2 separate regions of the Sus scrofa genome follow, and region 2 is linked to region 1. A link is a contact called in public promoter capture Hi-C data. All regions are on one chromosome and are shown on one strand. The core of a region is the stretch at or near the end of the contact, and the rest is flanking DNA. Distances in the headings are between cores, read along the strand shown.

Region 1 (6,242 bases), core at 1,775-4,274:
CTCGCCGCCAGGGAGACTGGGGTGAACACAACACCCCTTCCCTCCTCGAGATGCCATGAGACACATGGATGCCATGAAAAGCACCCCTGCCCTCGTGAGCCCCCCTCTTCCGCCTGCCCCGCTGTCCCCTGAGCTCCCACCACACCATCTGGCATCTGCTGGACAGCTCCCCCGTGCCTTCCGGGCCCTCTCATTCTAGAGTTGGGGCCAGGGAGCCTGCTGGCCGCCTCTCGGGCGGCCCCAAGAACTGCCAGGCCGCAGGTGTCAGCTGAGGCTCAGTCCCCTCCGTCTAAGGTGACCTCCACCCCCTGACTTTGGCCCTTCAAGGTAGAGTGGAAGTCACTCTGCCGTCCCCTCCTGCACCCTGCTGGACCACTGGTCCCCAGAGATCCAGCTGTCGCCCCTCCCCCTCCTGGCTGCCATGCTCAAGCCCCTTCTTTCTTTTATGGACTTAAAGGTAGCCCCTTAGTTTTTTTTTTTTTTTTTTTTGTCTTTTTGTCTTTTTGTTGTTTGTTGTTGTTGTTGCTATTTCTTGGGCCGCTCCCGCGGCATATGGAGGTCCCCAGGCTAGGGGTCTAATCGGAGCTGTAGCCACCAGCCCACGCCACAGCCACAGCAATGCCAGATCTGAGCCACGTCTTCGACCTACAAGACAGCTCAGGGCAACGCCGGATCCCCAACCCACTGAGTGAGGCCAGGGATCGAACCCACATCCTCATGGTTCCTAGTTGGATTTGTTTCTGCTGCACCATGACGGGAACTCCACAACTTCCATTTTTATCATGGTCTGCCTTGGCTGCTGCTTGGGGGTGTGTATGGTTAGGAGTGTTTGTATACACACTCTTACACACGGTGTGTGTGTGTGTTCGTGTGATTAGGAGCACACGTGTATGTGCACCAACACATGTGCATCTCCACGGCCAGAATGGGGACGTCTCGGGGACAGAAACCGAGTCCTCAGATCTCTGAGTCATTGAAAGCCAATGCCAAGTGTCATGGGGAGAATTAGTTCCCCCACAAAGGGATGGTTGATTCCTAACCCTGGGTCCCTGTGAATGGGTCCTTGCTGGGGAATTGGGGCTTTGCAGACGGGATCAAGTTAAATGAGGTGGCACTGGATGAGCTCAAGACTGAGCTCTTTTGGAGCTCTCGTCGTGGCTCAGTGGCTAACGAATCCGACTAGGAACCACGAGGTTGCGGGTTCGATCCCTGGCCTTGCTCAGTGGGTTAAGGATCTGGTGTTGCCGTGAGCTATGGTGTAGGTTGAAAACGTGGCTTGGATCCCGCGTTGCTGTGGCTCTGGTGTAGGCCAGCGGCTACAGCTCCAATTTGACTCCTAGCCTGGGAACCTCCATATGCCGCAGGTGTGGCCCTAGAAAAGGCAAGAAGACCAAAAAAAAAAAAAAAAAAAAAGACTGAGCTCTTTCAAGGAGAGGGATCTTTGGACAAGGGCACAGAGATACAGGGAGGGGTCCCTAGGACCAAAGGCTGATGTTGCAGTAGTGCAGCTGCAGGCCAGGGGATGCCAGCACTGCTGGCCGCCACCAGCAGCTAGGAGGTTGCGAGGAAGGTCCTACTCTGAGCCTCCGGGGGGAGCATGGCTCTGCCGACAGACTTCCAGCCTCCAGAACGGTGAGAAAATCTGTTGTTTCAGGCCACACAGTTTGTGACTTTGCTACCGCAGCCTCAGGAAACTGTGGCCCTACAGCACCAAGCACAGTGCCTGGCACCTGAAAAGTGCCCAGTAAGTGCACAAGGCCTGCCCTTGAACTTTGGGGTCCTAACACCACATGCTTCCCTCACTTCCAGATCATCTGCACGTCAGCCTTCCCTGTCTTTGGGGTTACAGCCATGGAGAGGGTGCTGGAGGCTGGGGTTTTATTTTTTTTAATTTATTTTTTATTTTTTGTCTTTTTGTCTTTTAGGGCTGCACCCATGGCATGCGGAGGTTCCCAGGCTAGGGGTCTAATCGGAGCTGTAGCCACTGGCCTACACCACAGCCACAGCAACGCCAGATCCGAGCTGCATCTGCAACCTACACCACAGCTCACGGCAATGCCGATCTTTAACCCACTGAGCGAGGCCAGGGATCGAACCTGCAATCCCATGGTTCTGCGTCAGACTCGTTTCTGCTGCGTCATGACGGGATCTCTTGGAGGCTGGGGTTTTAGAGACAGTCCTTATTGTCCACTGGCCTCTGGAAATGTCCCTAGAGGGGCCAGGCTTCAAAGGACTAGGCTGGTTCCTTTCTCAGTTGAGATGTCACCACTGACAAACCACGGGAAGAACATTGTCTTGGTCCCCAGTGACAGCAGTCCCCCAGGAAGTGCCCAGAAGCCCAGCATCCAGGGACATGCATTATTGCCACTGCCTTTTTCTCTTTCCCTGGAAGAGCCAAGGGCTCACAGCCTGCCTTGGCCTTTGCAGGGCCTTTGTCAGCCGTCTCACTGCCTACCCCAGTGTCACCAACACTCACCATCAGACTCAGTTGATCCCCACAGCCTGGCAGGAAGCTGGACAAAGTCTCATTATTTCCACTACGCAGATGAAGGTCATTTGCCCCAAGTCATGTGGTTCACACATGGCAGAGCTCAAAGCGTGATCTCCCGGCCCCCAGTCCGCTCTCATTCCTTAAACCTCACTCCTGGAGTTCCCATCGTGGCTCAGTGGTTAGCGAATCCGACTAGGAACCATGAGGTTGCAGGTTCGATCCCTGGCCTTGCTCAGTGGGTTAAGGATCCGGCATTGCCATGAGCTGTGGTGTAGGTTGCAGATGTGGCTCAGATCCAGTGTTGCTGTGGCTGTGGTGTAGGCCCGTGGCTACAGCTCTGATTAGACCCCTAGCCCGGGAACCTCCCTATGCTGCAGGTGAGGCCCTAAAAAGAAAAACAAAACAAACAAAACAAAAAAACCCCCAAAACAATAAAACCTCACTCATCTCCTTTGGCCAAGAAGGAAGGCTCTCTGGAGGAGGGGGCGTTTGGGGAAGGAGATGCCTTAGCAGGCTAGGTTTGTGTGTGCGTGTGTGCGCTTGTGTCCTGGGCTCTACTCAGCAGCCAGCTTGGCCTTCATTGGGAGATTTCACTGCCACAAGGAGGCCAGGCTGGCCAGCAAGGCCCAGCAGGAAGCTGGCAGACCGGCTCCCCGCCCCCAGCTTCTCCTCCTGGTGCCTGGGCTGCATCTCATTCCTCTGGGACAGGGAGCCGTGGCTGCTGACCTTGTAGTTCTGATGCATCGGAAAGATAAGATTCTCCCTGCTCAGCTGCTGACCCTGCCTGGTCCTCCTGAGGCCAGCTCCCGGACAGGAAGCATGGGCACCCATCGGCCCTTCAAGGGAGCCAGGGGGTGTCCCTGATGCTGGCTCACTTGCTCCAAAACTCTAGGGCTAGCTCTCTGCTCGCTGCTCCCTTCCGGGAAAAGCCGCGCCTCCTCCGCCGGGTCCACACCCGGGCCCCTCCAGCGCAAAGTCCAGACCAGCCAGCGAGAGCGCTTTTGCGTTTACAGAGCCGCGGGCACTCCAGTGTTTGCAGGACCCAGCCGAAGCTCCCGTTGCGGAGGGGCGGGCTTTGCACGGGGCGTGCCAGCAGTTTTGCGCGCAGCACAGAGGAAGCGCGCCCTGCTTTCTCCCCGGACCTGGGGCTGTGGGCCGGGGTCGGTCCCGCCCTGAGCCAGGCTTCCACCTCCCCGCCCGCTTCTCGCCCGGGCTTCCCGGGGCCAAGCCAGTTTGCGGGCGGAGAGCGGGCCTGACCCGGGGCTACAGCCCGGGGCCGTGGCACCTGCGGGAGGGGGCGGCCTGGCGGGCTGGTCCGACTGGTTCCAAGCAGGAAGTCCCCGCCTCCGCCCCGCGCGGCTGGGGCGCCGATCCGTCCGTCGGTCGGTCCATCGGTGCGGCGGCCGGTCCTGGGCGCGCGGCCGGGGCGGGGACCGGGGCGGCTTCATCTGCGACGCCCCCACCCACAGGCCAATCCCGGGCGGCTGGCGGCGCGCGGCTGCGCGGGGCGCGGCCGGTGGGATAAGAGGCCAGGTGAGCCTACCTGATCCGCGGCGGCGGCGGCGGTGGCGGCGGCGGGCGGGGCGCGCACGGGGCGGCGCCGAGCGGACACGACGCACGCGGCGGGCGCGGGCTCCGGCGGCATGTCCGGCAGCAGGAAGAGCTGGGCTACGCTGTCCAGGTGAGCCCTCGGCCTCTCCCGACCTCGGGGGGCCCTGGCCGCCCTCGGGGGCGACAGAGTGGGGGGCCAAACTGGGGCCCCCCAGGGGTGCTGGCAACCCCATCGCTTCCTGCCTTCTCTTGGGGACTGAGACGCAAGCAGGGTGCCTGGGGAGGGCTGTCCTGCCCAGAGTTGTGAGTGGCCCCCTTGGCCAGGAGGAGGGAGGCGCAGTGCCAGGCAGCCGTGGCCTTGGAGGGTCAGCAGAATAGGACCAGAGCCCACGGATGAAGCTCAGGTTCCGAGTGTGGCCTTTTGGGGTGCTGTCTGGGCTGGGTGACTTCAGGAGAGTTGCTGTCCCCCTCTGGGCTTACTTGTCCTTACTTGTGAGCTGGTCTTTCAAAGGGTCCAGGGACTGGGGGTCTAATCCCTGCCCAGTGGACTCCTGTCAGGGTCAGAGAAGGGGGGTGTCTGGGAGGTAGCACCCCTCCTGCGGGTGGGGCCCCCACAAGCAAGCATTATCACCTCGGGTCCCCCCCACTCCCCCACCCCCACTGGCTCTCAGGAGACCAAGGCTCACACAGTAGATGGATCGAGCTGGGTCCCCACTCCTTTGACCCTGAAGGCTCCTGCCAGGTAGAAACTGCCTGGGCCCCTTTCAGGTGGCGCTCAATCTTGGGGTCTTTGGTGAGGCCGGGCCCCTCTGCTGCTGTGGACCAGCCCCTCAAAGGCCTTCCCCGTCCAGGTGCAGGTGCTCTCGCTCTCCTGCTCCCTCCCTCCCCAGGGCTCCAAAGCTTCCCCAGGCTCTGACGCCTGGCCTCCCCATGGCAGCTCAGTTCAGTCTCCAGGCCCTGTCTTCCCTGGACCCTCAGAGCTCACTGCTCTGAAGCATAGTCACCTAGTCACCCCCATGCTCAGGAGCCCAGGGCAGGGGGTGCTAGAAAGGGGAAAGCCCCCCCCCCCAGGAAAGGAGGAGCCTGGTGCTCTGGACTGGGGCTGGGCAGAGGCTGGACACACCCAGGGAGGGTCTGTGCTGAGGGTGGGGCTGGGGTCAAGGCCTTGGACTCTGTGTGTGGGTCATTGTGCCAGGGTTGAGGCAGGAGTGTCTGTTCGGGCTGTGCGTGTGCGTGCACGCATGTGCGGGCCCTGTGTTGGTGGGCGGAAGGTTCTGACACGGGGTCTGAGCCTTGGAAGTCCATTGAAGACCACCATGCAGGGCATCGGGTTAAACGCACAAAGCAGGCACAACTGAGTCGGGAGCCCACCGTCTGCTGGGGTGTGTGTGACTCTGTGTCTGAGATGTGCCTGGTTGCAAGTAGGTGGTATGTGCTGAGTGGCAACTGGGCTGGTCTTAGCTGGTCCTCTGCCCCGATGGTCTGGGTCCCTGTGGCTGCAGGGGTGCAGCTGGGGCAGCGAGGGAGGACCAGCCCTGCCGCAGAGCCCCGGCCTCCCTTCGGGCCCCAGCCCTGCCCAGCCCTGTAGGCAGACACAGCTGTTGCCAAGAGTCACCCCGATGAGGCACCTGGAGCGGACTCTCCCTCCCTCCCTGATCCCGGGGAACAAGCCTCAGCTGGCAGCAGGGCAGGGCTGTGAATCACTGTCAACCCTGCCTGGGAGGCTGAGGAGGGCGGCCCCAGACAGGGTCCGGGTGGGCAGCTGAGGGCCAGCCTGCAGCCCATCCTTGGCACCAAGTAGGAATTCAGGGCTCCAGCCCCCAGGGTTGGGGGCGGTGGTGAGCTGGCTGGCCCGGTGCCCTGCTCAGCGGCCTTGCCCTCTCCTCCCTGGGCCGGCTGATGACGGGTGAGGCCGGGCGGGCCTGTCTGCGGGGGGTGAGGGTGGCTCTGGAGCGCCCAGGCCAAGCGGACAGGGGTTAATCATTGCCCTGCTCTCCCGCCTCCCGAGCTGTTGGTTCTCCCTGACACCTTACCCTGGACCATCAGGGCTGGAAGGGACCTTGCCGACACCCACTGTGACCCATCGTCATGCAGAAGGCCTGTCCCCCCTCAGGGGCTGCAGACTGGCCCAGGGTCAGGTGGCCAGTCAGAGCTGCAACTCCTAGCCCGGTGGCTTTTCTGAGCCACTTTTCTGGAGCTG
Region 2 (6,416 bases), core at 87-2,586, 440 kb before region 1:
ATTAGTGCCACCAGATAAGCAGACTTCAGTGGCAGGCAGGCATCTGGGGGACCTAAGCGCCCCTACCCAAGACAGGGCTTGTAGCCACGCCTGGAATCTCCCGGAAGGACTTGGGACTCTCACAGATGTGGGCCCATGATCCTCCCCCTTCTGCTCTCCAAAATTTCAATATTTGCCACCCTCCACACCCGTGGTTAAAATTCAGGAGTCAACCAAGAGTGAGAACGCCAAGTTATCACAAAGCCTGGCACATCCTCATTCCAGTACCCACTTTTACTCAAATTCTTTTGTTCATCAAACCCAGGATGTCCCAAAAGGAAACTGCCCAGTTCCGGGGCTGTTTCAGCTGAGGCACTGGAAGGTCCGCCCCCGCCAACTCCCGCCGCCAAAAGGCCTGAGTCAGCTCCGGGTAATGAGCCAGCAGGGTCAGGGCCGCCCTAGAGCAGAACAAAGCGGCTCTCCGCCAGGGCCCAGCCTACGTCCAGGACAGTGACAGTTCTAACTTCAGTTCGTGATTGGGAGGATGTGGTGACTTCCTGGGAAGCCCTGGACTAGAGACAGTGGTGCCCTAAGAGCGGTGGGGGGAGGAGGGTTCATCTGGATGAGGAGGGGGCAGAGGTGTGGTGGGGCGGTGGAAGGGGATGGGGCGTCTGAGCCGGGAGGAGGGGCCGGAGCGGGACGGGGGCACTCACCCCTGGTCCTTCACCCACGCGGTAGGTGAGCTGCACCTGCATGTGCTCGCCGGCGCTGCAGGGCTGCGGGAAGCGCACACAGAGGGCCTGGCCGTAGTGCGAGAAGGGCTGTGTGCACACCGGCACCGGCTCTGGCTCCGGCTCCGGCTGCCCCGGGCCCGGCTGCCCTCGCCGCAGCACCGCCGCCGTCACCTCCAAGCACGGGTGCGAGTCCAGCCGCAGCTCCGCGGCGCCGCCGGGCTCCAGGCAGCGCAGCTCTAGCACCGCCGAGCCGCTCAGCCCGCGGCTGCCCGGCCCGGGCCCTGGTGGCCCGAACTCGGCCCGCAGGTCCAGGTGCAAGTGCAGCAACTCGAAGGCGCGGAAGTTGGAGGCCGACGCCACATCCTCCGCCTGCGCGGAGCGCAGCACCCGCCTGCCGGCCCCAGGCCCGCTGCCCGCCATGCCTCTCCGCCGCCTTGCCGGGCCCGCCACAGAACCCGGAACCCGGCGTGGCCACGCCCCCAAACGCCCTGCCTCTCGCCCGGTACCCCGATACTACCGCATCCCATCCGGCCGCTGGCCTGGCCCGGCCCGGCCCCGCCCCGACGCTCCCGGTGGGTTGGGATCCCCAAGGCCTCCGCTCACCCGGGTAGGCCCCGCCCCTATGACCACGCCCCGGAAGCTGTCTTGGTCACGCCCCCTTCTTGAGGCCTCTTCTCCCCCCCCCAATCTGCACAGCTGGGACGCCAATTTGATCCATCTTCTCCCAAATTCATCCCACCCCACCGGGATGTTCCCCAGTCCCTTCTGTACTGAGGTTTCCCGTGTCCTACTCCTCCAGGCAGGTCGCACTGAGCCCGGATTGCAGGGGACTTGGTTGGAGATCGCACTCCTGGCGCTCGAATTGTTAGGGCCCGGTCGTGTTGGGCAAACCGCCTCCAAGAAAGGAGGCTCTTTCCGCATCTCTCTGTGCACCTGTAAAACAGAGGAATTATACCCGTCTCTCGAGCTGGAAGAACTTAATCGGAAACAGCACAGAATGCCACAGCCTATGGAGGTCCTCCTGGCACTGGGCACAGGGCTCCTTCTGTCCTTCCCCAAGGGTGGGGACAAGCACAGCACCCTTAAGGTGCGGCGGGCGGTGTGCCCTTCTGTCAGCCAGGATACCCCACTTCATGCTGTGCCCCTTCTCTGTACCAGTGGTTGCGGTCCCCTTTCTGTGAGGCGGAACCGGTCCATGGTGAGATTTTTACCGATCAGCTAGGAAATGAGATTTTAAAAGCGACACCGTGGGGAGTTTCTCATAAAAGGAAACAGTATCCTAGCACAGGGGTCCTACTTTTACGGAGTTGACATACCTTTTACTAAATGTGTGTTTCACTCACAAGAGAGCTTCCAAACACGCGGCAAAAACTGAAAGGAAAAATAGGCAAATCCACAACTACAGCTGGACATTAAACACTCATCTCTCAGCAGTTAATTGAACCACTAGACAGAAAATCAATAAGGATATATAAGGTCTGAACAACACTATCAATCACCTAGACCTTACTGGCTTTTATAGAATATCAGCATACATGCTCCTCTCAAGGTCACAAGGAACATTCACCAAATAGACCATAATCTGGGCCATAAAATAAACCTGTTGTGAAAAGCAAATTTGCTTTTCACAGAGCTATGGCTGAACAATTCTGGAATTGCACTGTAGATAATTAGGATTGAACAAATAAGTACATTATTGTAGATAAAGAGAACCAGGGTTCCTATTTGTAAGCTGCAGTTACAAATAGGAAAGAAAGGGATAGAATGAACCCTGTGCTGCTGGACTAGATAGAGCTAGAGGGCCTGGTGGTTTCTGTTTTATATGCACATGGATGGACGCAGAAGTGTAGTGCATGGGTTAGTATATTACATACATTCCTTGGCATGATCCCCTGGAAAAACGAGCAGCACTGACACCCCAGTAGCAATGAGTGTACCCAACACCCAGATTTTGGATTCCAAATGCTATTCTCCATCAGAAGGAAGTAGGGCTCCTTGGAGAAAATAGAAGACAAGCCTGGGGCTCAGCGGAAACTGAAATCTGACCAGTATCCATGAGAATGCAGGTTTGATCCCTGGCCTCTCTCAGTGGGTTGAGGAGCCGGCATTGCCTTGAGCTGTGGTGTAGGCCAGCAGCTACAGATCCAATTTGACCCCTAGCCTGGGAACCTCCATGTGCTGTGGGTGCAGCCCTAAAAAGACAAAAAAAGAAAAAAGAAAATGAGCCTGGAGCATCTTATGATGCTTGGAAGTGATAAAGTACTAAAAGAAAAAAAAACAAACAATAACAAAAAGCGATGTTGAAACGGCATAGGAGCTAAACCAAAAGAGCTCCCGGTAGCCAAAGTTAGAACCATGTGAGTAAATAAACAACAGAATTGGATTACAGCCCCCAAATAACATGAATACCAGTGAGTCCTTGCCAATAAGTAACTGAATAAACAAATAAATAAACGAGGGAAAAGAGACTTCTCTTCTTTAGAAGAGAATTCTGAATAATACAGGAGGAAGGAATGAGAAACACGGGAAGTCACTGTTAGAATGCCAGTGCCAAAATTAGCAGGCAAAAGTGTAAGCAAAAACATATTTGCCTCATTTCAAAGTATCTCCCCCCAGATAGTTACTCACTACAAGGAGGAAAGCAGTCATTTTACGGCGGACGAAGCCAGCAGCCCTCACCAGAATCGAGGGATCAGAAGGTCACTGTCACCAGCAGTCCTACACAGACACCACCTACCCTTGACCTGATGATGAGAGGAGGGTGAAGGCACAACCTTATGAGAAAACAGCAGACAAACCCAAACCAAGGGCTTCTTCAAAATAAGTCTCTACTCTGCGTGAGTATGAAGGTCAGACAGGGAAACTGAGGAACCATCCAGGTCAGAGAAGACGGTACAGCTCTGGAAGGTAGAAGCTCGTATTAGATCCTGCAACAGGGAAAGACATCCCAGGGAAAACTGGCGCCATCCAAATGAGGTGTGTGGTTTAGCTGATGGAACCGACCCGAACGTTTTATTCAAATAACCACTATTTAAGATGTTCCCAGGGAGTTCCCGTCATGGTGCAGTGGTTAACGAATCCGACTAGGAACCATGAGGTTGCGGGTTCGGTCCCTGCCCTTGCTCAGTGGGTTAAGGATCCGGCGTTGCCGTGAGCTATGGTGTAGGTCGCAGACGCGGCTCGGATCCCGAGTTGCTGTGGCTCTGGCCCAGGAGGGGGAGCCGGGTGGAAGGTATACTGAACTTGATTTTTGCAGTTTTTCTACAAAGCTACAATTATCTCAAAACGATGAATTAAAAATACAAAGGAGTTCCCTGGTGGCCCAGTACATTGAGGATCCAGCATTGTCACAGCTGTGGCTCTGGTTTCAGCTATGGTGTGGGTGCAAACTCTGGCCTGGAAACTTCTGCATCCCCCAAGCACGCAGAAACCAGTAAGTACATGAAACAACAAGCACCACGTTCAGGATGGCGGTCAATTCTTTTTTTTTTTTTTTTTTTTTTTTTGTCTTTTTGCTATTTCTTGGGCCGCTCCTACAGCATATGGAGGTTCCCAGGCTAGGGGTCCAATCAGAGCTGTAGCTGCCAGCCTACGCCAGAGCCACAGCAACACGGAATCCGAGCCGCATCTGCGACCTACACCACAGCTCACGGCAATGCCGGATCGTTAACCCACTGAGCAAGGGCAGGGATGGAACCCGCAACCTCATGGTTCCTAGTCAGATTTGTTAACCACTGCGCCACGACGGGAACTCCAGGATGGCGGTCAGTTCTTGTGGGAGTTTTATAGATGAAACCAGGAAGTCCTTATTCGGTGTGACAACTTTTGCTTCTTGTATTGTGGACAGTACAAGGATTTGTAAAAAGTACATGTGTAAATTCCTTGAAAAACAAAATTACAGGTGTATGCCTGAAATATCTAATACCTTTTTTTTCAAAAGTGTCAGGCTTTTCAGTTGGGTATAGACACATCTGCCTAGTCATGTACTCATTTTCCCGATGTTTATTGAGGACCTATTATAAAATGTGGCTCCCGTCTTCAAGAAATTCAATTTCAGCATCTAGGAGTCAATCCTGCTTCTCCTGTGTTGGTTGTAGGTCACAGCTACTCAGCTCCGCCACTGCAGCAAGCAAGCAGCCACAGGTGACAATATGACAGGTGTGGCTGTGGACAGTAAGTTATTCCCACGAACAGTCTGCATGCAGCTTGCTGACACATGATATAACAGGTTGAATACAACTTGGGCAAGGAGGTCCAACGCTGAGCCACCACAGGGTGGCGCTAAGACCACGCTTCCCTAATTTGCAGACGTTTCACCTACGAAAAGAGATGGGCTTCCAACAGAGGTGGCTGTACCCACGTATTCCATCTCTGACTCTGAAACTCTTACCTGTCAATTTCACGCCTGGTGTCAGATACTAAGGAAAAAAGGGAGAAGCAATGGAATCTTTCTGCTGGGCATTTCAACCTTGAAACTGAGGAACTAACTCCATTATTCCAGAAAAAGACCTAGAGCAAACGTCCTTCCTGCTGGCGTGTTTCCAATTTATTTTGGTAATTAAAACAATGTGGCTATTTCCCCTCTTATTCTGGGCTCTCTTACACCAAAATTAGTTTTAGCTATTTGTTAAACACTTCATGTCAGCATTTTAAGATATTTATTAGAATCTAAGCCACTTGGTTTCCATTACTTGCTGAACTGAAAAAGAAGTCACATCTATGAAGCTTATCAGGGCACGTAGGTGTTGACTGCGAACCTCAACTTTACAGGTTGGAGATCTTTATTAGAAAAAATGCTGGGGGGCAAGGGGAGAGAGAAGAGAGAAAAGCAAGAACGACCCCTCACGACCTCTTCCTGCCGTGCTGATTGTGACCACAGGACAGGGGTCGAGATGGGAGGCTGCCCAGGAAGTAGGTGCTCAGACCACCAGGATGGAGCCAGCAAGATACCCAGGGGCATGGGGGGTCCAGCAGAGGGCTGGGCAGCTAGCAAACAGCTGTGCCCGGGAACGCAGGTAGCACTTGGGTTTCAAGGAGGAAGTCGGAGGGCTGAAGCCTACCTCTCCAGCTCCACACCGCACATGCAGGGTGCGGGTGACCCTCTGCCCACCTGTGAGCAGCTCTCCCATCGCCGGTGGAGAGAAAGGGGGTGGATGCCAAGGAGAATCGAGTCAAGAGCTGGGAACAGCTGGGAACATCCCTAGGGGTCCCACCTGCCGTCCTGCGCATGGTGGAATTAAATGCCAAGTTCTCCAAAAAGAAACTGGTTTTCCATCTTTTCCAAGCTTCCTCTCTTCCGCCCCAACCTCACTCCAGAAAATGCATCTGTAACCAAGGAATGCTTTGCACACACTGAGTTGAAGACAGCAGTTAACAAATAAAATGGCAAAAGACAGGCCAGCGTCACACACCAACACACACAAGAATTCAAACTCCTAAGAAAGGAAGTTACTTTCCAAGCCAATACAAGCATTTAGGAGAAGGAATTCAGGAGGCCTTTCAGAAGCGTAAAGAGCTTTCTGTGCAATTCAGCATGTCCTCAGCTTTGACTGGTGGTTCTGATAAACATCTATTTACGCTTACGACTAGACATTAAAGCACTAGATAATCCTCAAATATTCTCAAATGGCCAATAAGCGTGTATCATTAGCCATGAGAAGGCAAATCAAAACCACAATGATAGGAAGTCACAGTGTTTTTTAA

The links. Promoter capture Hi-C pulls out the DNA fragments that hold promoters and counts their contacts.
Region 2: a contact with region 1 is called in a promoter capture Hi-C map of fetal liver, with 2.4 times the contacts expected there. The contact joins the promoter of RNPEP here to the promoter of LAD1 in region 1. A contact is called at or near these places in 1 of 5 promoter capture datasets (fetal liver) and 1 of 2 datasets of contacts at active chromatin or transcription factors (skeletal muscle).

The regions. Positions count from the first base shown.
Region 1 is chr10:23,776,525-23,782,766 of Sscrofa11.1, reverse strand. It overlaps LAD1 (ladinin-1), which reads left to right and starts at 3,024. Exons shown (of 9, transcript XM_005667997.3): 1 at 3,024-4,172. The coding sequence starts at 4,135.
Region 2 is chr10:24,213,064-24,219,479 of Sscrofa11.1, reverse strand. RNPEP (aminopeptidase B) reads right to left here and starts at 1,336. Exons shown (of 11, transcript XM_021064527.1): 1 at 693-1,336. The coding sequence starts at 1,133.